Regions from separate parts of the Capra hircus genome. Here region 2 is linked to region 1. Evidence: chromatin contacts called from public Hi-C data. All regions are on one chromosome and are shown on one strand. Each heading gives the region's core, a stretch centred on a gene start, on an enhancer-like site or on the middle of the called end of the contact. The rest is flanking DNA. Distances are from core to core; before and after follow the strand shown.

Region 1 (2,771 bases), core at 261-2,760:
GCCTATCCCTTCTCCAGTGGATCTTCCTGACCCAGGAATCGAACCAGGGTCTCCCACAATGCAGGCAAATTCTTTACCGATTGAGCTATCAGGGAAGCCCATTTGTACTACTGGTACCCAAACTATGCTACAAAAACAAGATAGAGATTATCAACCCCACTTTACAGATAAGGAAACTGAGGACCAAGCAGATGTAACCACTGGCCCAGGGTCACAATAATGGAACAAAGAAACACAGGAGAGACTCAAGCCCAGGTTCACATGGTGTCCAGGCTCACCCCACCACCTAAGCTGCCTCTCCAAGGGGATAAGGGATTCAACACTCAGGTTAAATGCACATCCGCGTGGTGGGCACCAAACCTTTGGTGGATTGGAAAATGAAGGTTCTGGTCAAACTTGCCTCATTCAGCCCAAATCAGCTAACACATGGCACAAAGCGGAGACACAGCAGTCCAGACCCCTTTCAACAAGGAGTGAGACAATAACACAGCTTTACAGGCCTCTCAGACTCTGAAACGCACCTTCCAACCTCACAGCAAATGCACTATGGGCCCCCAGCCCCCTCAGGGCAAGCAGAGCAGGTCAGAACTTCCCCGAGATCAGGGCTACCCTGGGAGGAAGGGACCCGCCATCTATCGAGGCCTCTCCCACTCTGAGGTCACACCAATATCTTCTCAATCACAGGGAGCAAAAAGGGTCAGCAGGCACATATTCCATTTCAGGAGAAGATGTAAAACCACCAGGTTCTTGCCTGTCATAGGGAAAAATAATTGCACCTGCCCAGGTGGTGAAGGACAGGGAAGCCTGGCATGCTACAGTCCATGGGGTCGAAAAGACTGGGACACTGAGCATCTGAACAGCAAGGTGGCGCTAGTGAGTAAAGAACCAGCCTGCCAACGCAGGAGACGTAAGAGACACGGGTTCAATCCCTGGGTCAGGAAGATCTGCTGGAGGAGGGCATGGCAACCCACTCCAGTACTCTTGCCTGGAGAACCCCTTGGACAGAGGAGCCTGGTGGGCTACAGTCCATGGGGTCACAAAGAATCAGACACCACTGAGGTGACTGAGCACAGTACAGCCCTGTAATCTACTTATGTGCCCGTGTTGGGGTATTTTCCAGGCACCTGGATGACGAGGCAGCCTGTCTCAATATTTTTATCACAAGCACAGTTCTGGAAAGCATCCAGGTTTCCATTATAATGACACTCTCTGCTTTTGAGGATCTGCCAGCCTTTCTTGCTTCAGAGACCCGGAAGGCCTGGACCTGGACAAATTCTAGAAATGTAGCATGGGTGTCAGGACGAGCCTGCCCGGGCAAGAAGGCCCCCGCACACACACTCAGAACTCTCTGAAGCTTGGAGTGGGGCTCAGGAATGCAACATTCGAAAGCTGGCCTCCCCAGCACATCCCCTGATCCGCCCCCGGCTTAATCACCACTACACAGAAGCACAGCCAAACCGCCCGGCTGCCTGTCCACGGCGTCCGCTGGAAGCATCTCAGAGGGCGGCTGTGGACGTAGCGCTCTCTTTGCCGGGAGAGATGAAGCAATCAGCCTGACTAGAGGCCAAGGCGTCCTGGGGTGTCAGAGAGGCTCTCTGAGGTAGAATATGCTAGGAGTCATGCTCCCCTCCTCCACCAGGAAACATACACAGCTACATTAAACAAACAAACAAAAAAACACTGGGCAAGCAATTTCAGGGAGCTCAGAGACATTCTCCCATCCCCAGTAATGAGCTCTAGAGCTGATGTATATTAAGCACTTACTGTATGCTAGGCACCACTCCAAGCAGGTATTAAGTGTTCTGTGTAGGACTTCCCTGGTGGTTCAGATGGTAAAGAATCCACCTGCAATGCAGGAGACTCAGGAGACCCAGGTCAGTCCCTGGGTGGGGAAGATTCCCTGGGGAAGGGAATGGCAACCCACTCCAGATTCTTGCCCGGAGAATCTCTTGGACAGGGGAGCCTGGCGGGCTACAGTCCATGGGGTCGCAAAGAGCGAGACACAACAGAGCGAATAACACCTGGCTCAGCTCTCAGGCCTCAGCTCTCAGGCCAGGAGTGAAGTGGCCTCAGGCCACTCCAATCTCAGAGCCGCGCTAACCTAGCAACTGCTGCACTCTGGGCAGTGTTACGTAATCTGACTCGTGCCAAGTTCTGCCTGGCCCACTACTCTAAGCTCTGCCTCGTGGCCCCCATGCACCTGGCCCTGGGCTTGCACCTGGAGGAAGACATAAATGCCGCGTATGGCTGGCGCTGATGAAACAGGCTGCTCGCGTTTCCTCCACATCCCTTTCGAAATCAACAGAGACCGAGAACCTGCTTTCCTCTGCCACACCCCCACCCCACTTGCTGACTCATCACCACCTTCCCCTTTGAGAGCTGTGGCTGCTTTCCCCACCCCGACCCTGTGTCTCTCCTGCCTCCACTGCCATTCTGTGATCCGACCTCCTGCACATCCGGAGGGCGAAATGATTAGGCCCTGTGGTCTCCAACAGCCTCCCCACCCTCTGATTGAGACAAAGGGAGACCTGTCTGACCAGGCTGGCACAGGGCAAGCTGAGAACAGGTAGGGACCCAGCAAAGGACGGCTGTTAGGACCAAATGTCTTGCTCCCCAAAGCCCGTACTTACAAATATTCTGTATTGGCCCGAATGAACACAGACCCTTTACTTTTCTTCCTAGATGTGGACACTGGATACACACACTAGATAACAGCCACCGCTGTGCTTCATTTCACGCCGTGAAGACCCAGGTGTACACATCAATCATCC
Region 2 (2,963 bases), core at 22-2,521, 76 kb before region 1:
CAGGTGCAGCCGATTGGTCCCGACCCCTGGCGGGAGGACCCAGCCACTCCAAATGGTGGACAAGGGGGAACGACTATTATTCCTCTGAGGGGCCTCTGCAGACACTGAGGTGCCACCACTTCCGTCTCTGTGGTGTCCTCGTCACCTGCAGGCTCTCAGGGACGGCCACCTGCAGGTCAAAGAGGCCCAGGACTGCCCAGCCTCCGCCCTGCCCACTGGGACCTGCAGGAGCCATTCTGCAAAGGATGGGCACCACGAGGGGGCGGGGCCGGGCACCACGAGGGGCAGGGTCAGGCAACACGAGGGGGCGAGGCCATGCTGACGGGGCGGGGCTTCAGCAGCATGAACAGAGCCAAGGTCACAGAGAGGAGGCCAGCCTGGGGCCACCAGGCACAGGTGCTGACAGCGAGGTTGCCGGTTGCTTTCCAAAGGCTTCCCTCTTGGAGGCCGGTGGGTCCCCAAGAGGCCCTCGGGGGCCAGAAGACATTCTAACCGTTTGTGTGGTTTTCAAAAGCGACTCCCATGGAAGCATGACTCACTTCAGAGCAGCTGAACTTCAGAAATTCAGAAGTGCCTGTGTGGCTTCTGCAGGTCCCCCTGGGACCACCGCAAGGCTCACTTGGAAGAAACATATGAAGGAACCACTCGCCATTCACCCTGTCCCCTCCCTCCTCTCACAGGCACTGCCTGGACAGGAAGACCTGCCGTCTCAGAACAGACACATTGGGAAGCTGGGCCTTCCTCTGCTAGGCAGATGCTGCCCACTCAGACCTGCTTGTCCAAAAGAGGCAGGCCAGTGGGCACCCCCTGCATTCTCTGACTGCCAATCTGCTCACGGGACCACCCCCTGTTGCTGACTGGATGAAGGTTCCCAAAGATGCCTCCATCCTAATTCCTGGAACCGAGAGATATGTCATGTTACCTGGGAAGGGGGCTTTGCAGGTATGGCCTGCAGATGGGAAGGAGAGCTGATCTAGCTTTAGCATCCTACAGCCCAGAGTCCAGGTGGCGCTAGTGGTAAAGAACCTGCATGCCAATGCAGACTTAAGAGATCTCGGTTCGACCCCTGGGTGGGGAAGACCCCTGGAGGCGGGCATGGCGACTCACTCCAGTATTCTTGCCTGGAGAGTCCCCATGGACAGAGGAGCCTGGTGGGCTACAGACCACAGGGTCACAAAGAGCTGGACACGACTGGAGACTGGGCACTCAGTCTGAGTGAAAGTTTACACTCAGACATAGTTGGTCCTCATCAGAATGTTCCCTGAGAGCTGGGTCCCGAGTGGGGGTGGTAGTGGCCTCACAGCAGCGGGGGTTTTGGACAGGCCCCCAGGGAGGGGGGTCCTGGGATCCACCTTCCAGACACCCCCATCTGCCCCCATCCCCGTCTCCCACCCGCCCCTCCTCCTCACAGGCACAGCACCTTCCTCGCTGAGTGAAGCTGTCCCTGGCTTTGCCGTCAGGAGCTGGGGGTCTCCTCGTTGGCAGGCCTGGCCTTGCTACCCCCTCTCCCCTCTGACACACCACTGTGGGGGGCAGTGTTGGGGAGATGCGAACCCAGAGTGGGTCTTTCCAGAATTTGGGAACCAACCCAGCCCCCCACTGCCTCCAGGATGACCCAGACTCCCACAGCCCCAGACCTGAGGTGACCTCATCTCCCTCAGGCTTGCCCTGGCTCCACCTGGGGGCCTTGGGTGTCCAGGGACAATGACATGTACACAGTGACACCAGGAACCTCAAACTCACAGCCCCCAGGGGCCAGGCAGGCCTGAGACATGAGGAGAGCAGCCTGTTGGAAGCAGCAGGACCTTTGATCACCCAAGCTTGAAATGTCTGAATGTCTGAAGACGACGCTAGGCCCGTCTGTGGACAGGGCTGCATCTCGCCGCCCTGATTCACACCATCCGCCGGCCGCACACGGGAGTCCCTGGGGACGTCCACGTCCTCTCTCTCACCGTCACCGCGCGTGGCAGGTCCCCTGCATACAGGGTTCACAGTGCCGCAGGCGAGACACTGAGCTCCTCCTGTGGCTCCTTCACGCGCCTGCGCTCGGTGGAGATGCTCCCATGGGTGCTGTGATGGCTAAGGAGGAAGGGCGTGCCCTCCGGGGTCCGCATTTAGTTACGATCAGTATTAACAAAAAGACAGCACATCGGTGGTTCATGAACACACCTTAACGCGACGAAGGGGGTACAGTTTAATACAGTCGGATGCACAGCTTTGGGGACACAAAGTAACTCGGGTCGTGAGAGAGGCTCTGATTCGCTTTGGTTTGGGATGATGGGCTCAAGGACCACCGCTCGAAACAGCAGCTCTGCTGTCACAAGGAGAGGGGCCTCGCACGCGAGAGCAGAGGAAAGCAAAGGCGGCGGGCAGACAGCCCTTTGGAGAAAGGCCCCTGGAGAAACCGGGTCCGCGCAGACAGTGCTGACTGGCCCCCAAGGATGGGCCTGCGTCTGTAGAAAGATTTGTATAATAAACCAAATAATATTGGAAGTAAGACTTTCGGTTACACTTCTGTAAGAAGCAGAATTACGCTGCATGTTGTTCACATGCGTAGGGGTGCATGAGCAAAGTCCTTGTGACCACGGTTGGGGCCGAAGAGCAAAACGTGGGCTGAACCCGACAAGCTGTTAAAGAACTGGCAGAGGAATGAACCCATGAATGGGGGTTGAGTCCAGAGCAGAGGGGGCTGATAGGCAACAGAACTGAAGGGAACCCACTGAGAAACACACGCACGCACCCACACATGCACACCTGTACTGCCAATAAATACACACGAATGCGCCAGTTATATCTCCCTACAGAACCTCGTGCTCAGGCCACGTCTCCTGTGGGCTGCTGCTCCGAGTGCCACGGGGAGAGAGGAAGAGGGGGCCTGTCCCTGAAAGTGGGAGTTCGGGACCCGGGCTCCTCCACAGAGGAAACAGCCAGGGCATGGGCGAGCCCACCGCGCACCTTCAAGT

Evidence for each region. Hi-C and Micro-C count contacts between places; a contact is called where the count stands out from the background.
Region 2: a contact with region 1 is called in a Hi-C map of liver, with 4 times the contacts expected there. The contact joins two enhancer-like sites. A contact is called at or near these places in 2 of 5 Hi-C or Micro-C datasets (blood and liver).

The regions. Positions count from the first base shown.
Region 1 is chr26:8,247,925-8,250,695 of ARS1.2, reverse strand. The region is part of intron 1 of CHST15 (carbohydrate sulfotransferase 15); the gene reads right to left. Among named protein-coding and RNA genes, the nearest start is that of CHST15, 6.1 kb to the right of the region's middle. Within about 2 kb of position 1,510, at least 4 of the 5 cell types and tissues checked have an H3K27ac peak or open chromatin away from gene starts, as enhancers often do.
Region 2 is chr26:8,323,054-8,326,016 of ARS1.2, reverse strand. CHST15 (carbohydrate sulfotransferase 15) reads right to left here. Exons shown (of 9, transcript XM_018041483.1): 9 at 2,157-2,963. Among named protein-coding and RNA genes, the nearest start is that of CPXM2, 80 kb to the left of the region's middle. Within about 2 kb of position 1,271, at least 2 of the 5 cell types and tissues checked have an H3K27ac peak or open chromatin away from gene starts, as enhancers often do.